3 separate regions of the Mus musculus genome follow, and regions 1 and 3 are each linked to region 2. A link is a contact called in public HiChIP or PLAC-seq data. All regions are on one chromosome and are shown on one strand. Each heading gives the region's core, a stretch centred on a gene start, on an enhancer-like site or on the middle of the called end of the contact. The rest is flanking DNA. Distances are from core to core; before and after follow the strand shown.

Region 1 (3,141 bases), core at 394-2,893, 280 kb after region 2:
TAACTTTTAATTATGTATATATGTGCACATGTGTGCACATGAATGTAGATGTCTGGAAAGGCCAGAAGTGCCAGTCCACCCCAGAGCCAGGGTTACAGGTGAGCTTCCCGGAAGGAAGCCCAGGTCTTCTGTAGGAATTCTAATTTCCCACTGTCACTACTGTCACTTCTGTAGGAATTCTAACTTTCCACTGTCACTACTGAGCATCTATTTAGCTCCCACATTTTGTCTTTTTTACTCCGGCTCTTAAACTAATCCTGTTTTAATTACACTAAGGTGTAAATGACTAATACCTAATTCAGATATATTTACATTTCAACAATGATAACTACATTCTCGGGTGGAAGTTAGGCATTAGCTAATAATTAATTTGATCTCAGAATTTGGCAGGAAGTTGTATGCTAATTAAGTGGAGGGAAATTAAGCCTTTCAATTAAATTGAACAATTTTCACCTGACAGGTTGTTCCTTACTCTGCAGCTCTGTTGTTCATTTGTTCTGAGATAGGGTCTCATTCATGTAGCCCAGGCTGGCCTCAAATCTGAGATCCTTGCAGGTAGCCCAGAATAACTTCAAACCCATGATCCTCCCATGTAGCCCAGGATAGCCTAAAACTCAAGCTCCCCCCCCCATAGCCCAGGATGGCTCAAAACCAAGATCCTTGCATGTAGCCCAGGCTAGCCTCAAACTCGATATCCTCCCATGTAGTCCAGGATGGCCTCAAATTCAAGATCCTCCCATGGACCCCAGGATGGCTTCAAACCTAATATCCTCCCTCTTCAGCCTCCTGCATATTAGCTAATAAGACTGGACCACCACACCTGACTTTTGCAATCAATTACTCTGTTCCTCTTCTCCCCTCCCCTTCATCCTCCACTCTCCCCCTTTCCGTCCCCTCCCCAAGATGAAAAAAGTGACTTGCCAGAAGTCATGGAGATGAGAGGCAGTGGAGTTGACTCATTCAGATTTTCACTCCGTTTGTTAGATCCTGTCTTTAAAACACTGTTGGAAACAAGAGTGAATGGGCTGGTGACAGTACTCAGTGGGTAAAGGCGATTGCTGCCAAACCTGACAACCCGAGTTCAATCCCAGGGACCCTTGGTGGACTTGCAGAAGTTATCCTCTGATGCCCACAGGTATACTGTGTGTGCGTGGACCACAGACACAGACACACATGCAGACAAATACACACACATGAATACGTAAAATAGTTTGTTTTCAAAACAGAAGGAAGGAAGAAGTGAAGGGGAAATAAAAGAAGGGAGGGAGGGAAGAGGAAGTGAGAGCCTTTGTTTTCTCGAGGTTAGTGAGACACACGGAAGCTGTGAGTGACAGGCTAAGTCCATGGAAGCTGAGAAGCACACAGAAAACAATGTGTGTATTCTTCACTAGAGTGATCTCGCCTTGTCTGATGACAGCCAACAGGCCGAGTGTGGGCCAAGAGATCAGGCTGTGCCATGCTCCTGGTACTGAGAGATGGCCCAGCCTGTAGAGAGATTGCCTCATAAGCACAGGGACCCAAGTTCAAGCCTCAACCCCCATGTGAAAAGGATGGGTGGTGCACAGGCACAAGGCCAGTACTGGGGAAGTAGAGACAGGATTCCTGAGGCTCGGAGGCCAGCCAGTCAAACCAAATCTGGACCGAAATCAAGGCAGATCAGAGGAGATGACTCAGCAGATGGAGGTGCTTGCCATAAAAGGCTGATGAGCTGAGTTAGACCCCCCAGAACCCATGAAGCAAGCATGGAGATGCAGTGTAGGAAGAATGAGAAGGCTGCCATAACAAGGTAGAAAGACAACTGATTCCCCAAAGGTGCTCTCTGACCTCCACACATATATGTAACACACTTATACACACACATGTACATACATACACACACACATATATACATACACAGACATACACACATATACACACATGCATACATACGTATACACACACATACATACATACACACATATACACATACACATATACACACATATACACATATACATATGCACACATACATACATATATATACACACATACACACATGCATACGCACATATGCACACATTCATATACACACATTCATACATACACACACATATACACACACACACCCCACAATCAAAAAGAACATAAACAAGGTAGATAGCTCAACAAAGTTGAGCTCTGGCCTCTACACACAAACACACACACACACACACACACACACACACACACACACACACTCCATTAGAACCAAAAACAAACCTTCATATTTCTAAAAGTGTTAAAATTCACAGGTTTGTACAATGAAAATGAACTCATTTCACGTTAAAAACAAAACAAAACAAAACAAAACTTTAATTAAACCCAAAACAAGGCAGTCTTTAAGTATCTATCGCCTAATAGTTTCTATCGAGTATTTGAAAGTCAAAGCAAACCCCCCTCTCCCATCCCTGCCGAGAACTCCTATTCCTAAGGCTCCTGCTCCTAAATCGATACCTGAGCTCTAATGACAGAGGAATCTTTACCACCGACCTCCCTTCCCCTGCCGAGCTTCCTTACAAAGGTGTGTGGGAGGCGGAGGGAACACAAAGCCTCCTCCATTGTTATCAGACAGCCGCTCACGGAGAGGCCTGGCCAGAGTTTGCCATAGAGAAAGCTCCACCCACACAGCGCCATTATTCATCCTTCCAGCTTAAGGCTTGTTTTGCACAGATGTGCCCTTCCTGTTTGGCATCCCTAACTGGGGACTGTTGTTCTGCCGAAGTTTTGTCATCTCAGCACTAACTGAGATGTCCAGCCCATTCCTGAACGCCTTTTTGTTAAGCATCAGCATAAAGAGGGGTACGCTTGCCAAAGGTGAGGTAGGCACCCCAGCGAAGCGATACTGCAGCATTCTTCCCTGAGCATCAGAGATGGGGGTGGATGGGGGGACTTTCTAGCATGCAAAGTCAAGCATGCAATAAACCTGTGAGCAACTTCCTAGTGATGATAATAGACGCCACACTTGTGTACACACCGTTTTTCTCTCGAAGTTGTGGCCGTTCTTTTTTAAACAACTCTCCAATTCATTCTTAAAAGAAAATTAACCTTCCTCCCACCCTCGGATTCAGGCATTTGTTTTAGGGAATGTCGTACCTATTGGAGCAAGAGCAAGACAGGAACCCC
Region 2 (2,784 bases), core at 22-2,521:
AGGGTTACATAAGTCAGGAGCTAGTCAGGCAACAAGCTCAAGTTTATGGCCTAGGCTTTTATTTATAAATAATTAAGTCTCAGAGTCCTTATTCAGGAACTAAGGCAAGAGTAGAAGAGACTGTACTTACACCCCTGTGTATTTGATTTGCTTGTTTTTCTTGGATTTTCTTCTCCTATTGATGTGTAAGATATAAAATGCTGTTTTGAGTTCTCTGCCAGTAACAAGCATTGTAAATATCTTTCTTTAGCCTGAAGCTTATGCTTTAACTCCATGGAATCTTTGCAGGAAGCAAATGCATTATTTCAGGTTGCATAAAAAGTCTATAAACTTCTTTGTGAGTCCAGCTCCTTTTGTTGAATGGTGTTCTCCATGTACTTATGCTGCCTTTCTCAGTTTAGGCCCCAATGCTATCCAGGGCTTGGTACACACTGTGAAACAACTCTTCTCTTCTCCCATAGCCCCAAACCCCAAAGCTTAAGAGAGTCCATCCTTTCTTCACAGAGTAAGACCAGCATCCCGTGTAGTCACGGGTATATTGCTGTAGCCTTTCTGTCTCTGTGTCTCTCTCAGCACCAATGACTTTCAGGAGAGTCCCCATCCATGTCTAGAAAGGCATCATTCTTTGGCTAACGCTGAAGCCTGCACTCTGAAACAGTGCCAGTGTGGTCCCCATAGCTTGCCTGGATTCCTTCCGGCCTGTCAGCCAGAAGATCCAGAAAACAGGGGCCTCCAGAACAGCAAGAGGGAGACAGAGGTGTGCAGAAAGACCCTCAAACAGGAAACAAAAAATGTTATTTCCAATTATTCCATTTTCTTTCTAGTCTTAGCTCTAAAAGTATGTAGATTTGTTCAAGACTCAACTGCTTCAATACAAAAATGTGTCTTCATAGGAATTCTCTACTAACCAGAAGAAGAGCCAGCCTTTATTGGCATATAACTACTTGTTAACCAATTGTGCCTTATTAGGCTGTATGTACTATGTCATTTCCTTAAAAATAGAGATGGGGGGTGGAAAATGAAGGTGAGGAAGTAAAGTGATTTGTCCGAGGTCACAGCTAAATACTGGCAAAAGCCGTTTCCTCATAACTAGTACCCATTACCTTCCATGCTATAGGATGTACCACTCCGGAGTAATGTCCACACTGATAGGAGAGACAGTGAATCTTGCTTTACCACTACATTTCAACACGGGCCAGCACATTGCCAGGCACACAATAGGCTCTCTGTCAATATCTGTAGACTAGGAGGATGAGGCGCATGCCAACTGTGGGCTCTGTGGTTTGTGAGTCATGAAAGGTCTGAGTGGTTTATTTAGCTGTTGAGCAGAGAAGCACCTTCACCTCGCTTCCTCTGAAAGCCACGCCAAGCCTCTCTGCCTCTTAGCTTCAGGTGATGGACTGGGTTTTGCACTGACTGCTGTATAGCCTCTCAAAATGTCCCTGTAGGATTGAGGTTGGTGAGGCAAGGCTCACCGGGCTTAGTGTCTGCAGCATGTCCAGCCCCTAGAGCCATCGACCTCTTACGTCCCAGATATTTCAGTATCTGGGCTTTTGCTTTTTCCGAGAGCCACCAGCAGCAGCCCTCCCTCCTCATGAGGCCGTGGTGCTAAATCTGAAAATTGTTTTGTTGCTCAGCTCCACAGAGATTACTGCTGCTATGGGGATTCCCAGACAGCCCAGAGCCCCTTGCTGATGAGTGGAGTTCCCCGTCATGAGAAGTGAATGGGTCATGGAACTCACTGGTCTCTGGTGGGCTGTCTGCATCATGACATCTTACCCAAAGAATTGTTGGGCTATTTGAGGGAATAAGAAGGAATGATATGCAAGGGAGGAGGTTATACTGTGTTGGGTGCTGGTTGAGGGAGGAATGTGTCTCTCCTTAGACCTCACAGTTTTAAATGGACTGATCAATAAAGGTCTCCTGGCAGGCTGACCTAATCTACAGCCTCTTGGGATAAAAGAGTTTATCCTCTCTGAATCAAGGTCAGCCTCAAAGCTACTCAGGCCCTACAATAGCTCTACTCCATCAAGAAGGTAAATAAATTGCCATCTAAGAAACAACCCCAATGTGCCTTACATTCAACTCATATTATCTGCCATGGTCTTGACTTTGGCCTTGGCAACCATTATTGCTATGGACACTGATCTGAATTCTAATATGGCCACAAATTCTTAGAAGGTCTGTAGAATCCCATGCTTCTAGAACACCCCTTACCACCAGTCTTTATTGGAGTCTTTACTGTGCATTTCCCATTATCTCTAGAAACATTACCTTGTTGAGTCTTCACATGACTTGGCCTACAACCCTGTGGTCTCTTTCCATAACCCATTCAGGAGTGCAACAAGAAATGCCTAACCATGACTAGGTTCCAGACACTGATCTAGGCATTAGGATTATGTGACCAATAAGTGAAGTCCTTACTGTCAAAGCATAGCATTCAGGAGGTGAGAAAGGGAATCCACACCTAGATAAGGAGCGATTAACATCACCCCTGGACATGGTAAACTGCCCTCTGAAGACAAGGCAAAGTGAGGTCAGAGCAAGCTTTACCTCCAACAAAGGAATCAAAGAGATAGGCAGCATTCAAGGGAGAGTTAACGAGCATTGGAGGACATGGTGTGATGACCTAAGGTGAGAACATTGTGGAAAACAGGCATGGTGAAGTGTGTGAGTGTCCATTTGTGCTGGAAGACAAATGGAGGGCTTAAGGCAGAGAGATGGTATACCCAACTTGTCTTCTTAACCTGCTGAGAAGAAAGATTCCAGGAGTCTGGAGTAAAA
Region 3 (2,971 bases), core at 262-2,761, 480 kb before region 2:
GCAAAGGACTTCCAGTCTCTGCTTTCCAAATTGGAGATGGTAATGTTGATAATGAGCGTAGCTTATTGGGGACCTACTAGAAGCTTCCTTCGCCTATGAATGGTTATGGCTGATTTACTAATGAGAAAATTATAGTTTAGAAAGGTTTTCACTTGCCAAAGAGTGTCTGACTAACAAATGATAGAGTCAAGATTTGAACTTGGCTAGGGAGGGTGGAGGAGGGACAGGAGGAGGAGGGCAGGCAGGATGCTAAATGTCTCCCATTTCCTAAGCTGCCAGGTCACATAAAGTTACTGTTTGTTGAGTTAGTCAACAAATGTACCTAGATACCTCCATTGCCAGGGCTTTGCTGTTTGGAACTGGGAACACAATGGAAATGGAAAGAGGCTCCCAGTGGAGCCTAAAAGTCTCACTGGAAAGAAGTCATTTACCCTTATAAGGTTAACAGCCCAAGGTGACCTCGTTCTGGGGGAGGAGTCTGATGACTAATGTGATACCTAAGAGGAAGTCACCACTGAACGGATAAGCGTGAGTTAGCTAGAGTGGACTGGGAGAGGGTAATTTAAGCATCAGAGAGCACATATTTAAAGGCCCCGAAGCAGGAATGAGTTGAATTTACAGTAATTGAACAGGGTCTGAGGGTGATAGCTTACAGGGCATGATTAACAGACAACAATGAATGAATGTGGTTAGGTGAGGTTAAAGTATGGTGGAGACCATCTAAGTAGGCCAGATTGAGCCTCTGGTCATTGTCCTGACCAAAAGAAGAGGTTTAAGCAGGGAGACCACCGAGTTAGGTTGTCCACACTGACATCATTCACAAAGAGCTGCCGAGTGGAGACAGGCAGAGTGCAGCCTAACATAGAAGTGGCAGACGTTTTGGGTGGTAGACTGGATGGCCACATCCCTGAGGGACTTGGAAGAAAGAGCACAGGGGTTGAAAATGCAGGAACTTGACGTCGGTATCAATAGCGTCCATTGGGTAGAGATGATAAAGATGTTGGGTCTTTCCCCGAAAGCCTGTGGGCTCGCCCCTGGCCCAACTCAACTTGCCAGCAGTCGAAATGAGGCATCCGTGACGCAGACCGACGGATTCCTTTCCTGAGGAGTCTCGGAGATAAGGCAGGAAGGGCAGGAATGGGGTCAGGGGAGGATTCCGGTGACAGTTGAGGCTTGAGGCCATATCACATCATCGGGATAGGCTTTGAGTAGACCGGAGAAATCAATTTGGAGGCAAGCATGCATGCCACTACAACAATGGACGTGTGGGACAGGGGCTTGGGGGGAGCATCCATTTAGATAAAAAGATAATCCAGGACCCCTTTTCTCATTAGAATAGACTCTCCAATGGACTACAAGGCCAGCAAGAGTCGTGACAACATAGCTGTGCTTCCCACCCTCTCCTCCCTGACTGCCATCCCTTTTCTAACGGGAAGGACCCTTAGCCCCATGGTCCTCTGACCATGACTTTGACCCACGTCTATCTCATCCTGTACTGTGGCTTGGTTGCATACAGCAGAAGGATATCTATCCCTCTGCACCACACTGAGCCTCTGTAGATGAGATTCAAGCACAACAGGAAACTTCATGATTTTTTTTTTTTTAAATCAGGTTTGCTTGGTAAATGTTGTCAGAACGGGACAATACCTTTGGTAAAGATTCACTTGGGGCACAAAAGCAATGAAAATACCTAATGATACATTCCAGGAAAACGGCCAAAGAGAACAAATGTTTTACAGCTGATAGCGATCAGGGTCTGAGTGGTTATTTACAGTAAGCCTAAGTGGAGAGGAAGAGCTGGAAATGACCAGTGGTCAGGAGTGGGGTAAGAGAAGAGAGAGCCATAAGGTTGATCTACAAAAATATAAATAAATAAATAAATAAATAAATAAATAAATAGATAGATAGATAGATAGATAGATAGATAGATAGATAGATAGATAGATAGATAGATAAATGAATTGCATTAATTTGTGCTACATGGATTCAGAATTCCTGAATTCAAGGACCTCTGGGCAAGTTACCAGAATTAACATTGTGAAGCATCTGTTGAAATAGCAGACTATTTTTAATCATGTTTTTCCAGGGCCACAGGCATCCAGCCAGCTGCCTCGTGTATAGGTCAGAACCACAGGCATTCAGCCAGCCACCTCGTGGTCACTCAGGTCTCTTCTCAGAATCCCCACTGCATTCATTGTTACTGACTCGCTGTGGGATCCAACTGTCCAGTATAACTTCCCGGGGGTGGGGTGGTAGAAATGTTTATGGAAGTCTTTTCCAATATCATGTCTCACGGCCAGTGTGGTGACTGAGCCCCTAAAATGTGCCCACTGTGACAAGGGAACTGAGTGCTGAATTCTGTCCGTTACATTTGAGGAGCCACATGTAGCGGGATATCAAACGGGACAATGAAGATCTAGAAAAGCCAGATGGCCAATCTGTCTTTGGCTACACTAACTGCAGATATTCCGTGTCTCCCCAACACAGTAAAGCAATGACACTGTGCCTCTCCTTCCCCATCCCCCCCAAAAAAGAAAGAAGAAATTAATTCATGAATGGTGATGCTCTATTTCATTGTGGATTTACACACTGCAGGAGTTAAATTCTCACTTAAGGAGTAAGTCAGTCACTGAACAAGCAACCACTAGGAGGTGCTCACGGGTATGGCCTCTGGCTCCAGCCCGACTTTTTTGGTTAAATCTAATGATGGGAAGAATAAACTCAGTTTTCAGAAAGTCTGTAACGTGCTAGATACAGCCACATTCAAGTCACCCTACTTCATTCTATGGCAGCTTATCATTCACTGTAGAGCCGAGAGAACCGCCAACATGAGATAGATTGCCCGGTAGCAAGGCCCTCGGGGTGGGGCACAGCATCTTGTATAGTTAAGTCTACTGACAACCATGTTTTGGTGTTTTTTTCAAGCCTGGGCCTGTCACTTCACTGATGCAGTGACGACTGGAGTAATTAA

What was found. HiChIP or PLAC-seq counts read pairs in DNA pulled down with a chosen protein or histone mark.
Region 1: a CTCF HiChIP or PLAC-seq map of the NIH/3T3 cell line shows a contact between it and region 2, with 6 read pairs. The contact joins two enhancer-like sites. A contact is called at or near these places in 1 of 15 datasets of contacts at CTCF or cohesin (the NIH/3T3 cell line) and 2 of 115 datasets of contacts at active chromatin or transcription factors (the NIH/3T3 cell line and embryonic stem cells).
Region 3: a contact with region 2 is called in a FOXA1 HiChIP or PLAC-seq map of pancreatic cancer cells. The contact joins two enhancer-like sites. A contact is called at or near these places in 1 of 15 datasets of contacts at CTCF or cohesin (the NIH/3T3 cell line) and 1 of 115 datasets of contacts at active chromatin or transcription factors (pancreatic cancer cells).

What each region holds. Positions count from the first base shown.
Region 1 is chr10:67,329,288-67,332,428 of GRCm38.p6, reverse strand. No RefSeq gene overlaps it. Among named protein-coding and RNA genes, the nearest start is that of Gm46230, 19 kb to the left of the region's middle. Within about 2 kb of position 1,643, at least 11 of the 459 cell types and tissues checked have an H3K27ac peak or open chromatin away from gene starts, as enhancers often do. A contact at or near this core is called in the NIH/3T3 cell line, where this site is marked.
Region 2 is chr10:67,609,353-67,612,136 of GRCm38.p6, reverse strand. No RefSeq gene overlaps it. Among named protein-coding and RNA genes, the nearest start is that of 4930563J15Rik, 39 kb to the right of the region's middle. Within about 2 kb of position 1,271, at least 58 of the 459 cell types and tissues checked have an H3K27ac peak or open chromatin away from gene starts, as enhancers often do. A contact at or near this core is called in the NIH/3T3 cell line and pancreatic cancer cells, where this site is marked.
Region 3 is chr10:68,089,506-68,092,476 of GRCm38.p6, reverse strand. No RefSeq gene overlaps it. Among named protein-coding and RNA genes, the nearest start is that of Gm51770, 60 kb to the left of the region's middle. Within about 2 kb of position 1,511, at least 65 of the 459 cell types and tissues checked have an H3K27ac peak or open chromatin away from gene starts, as enhancers often do. A contact at or near this core is called in the NIH/3T3 cell line and pancreatic cancer cells, where this site is marked.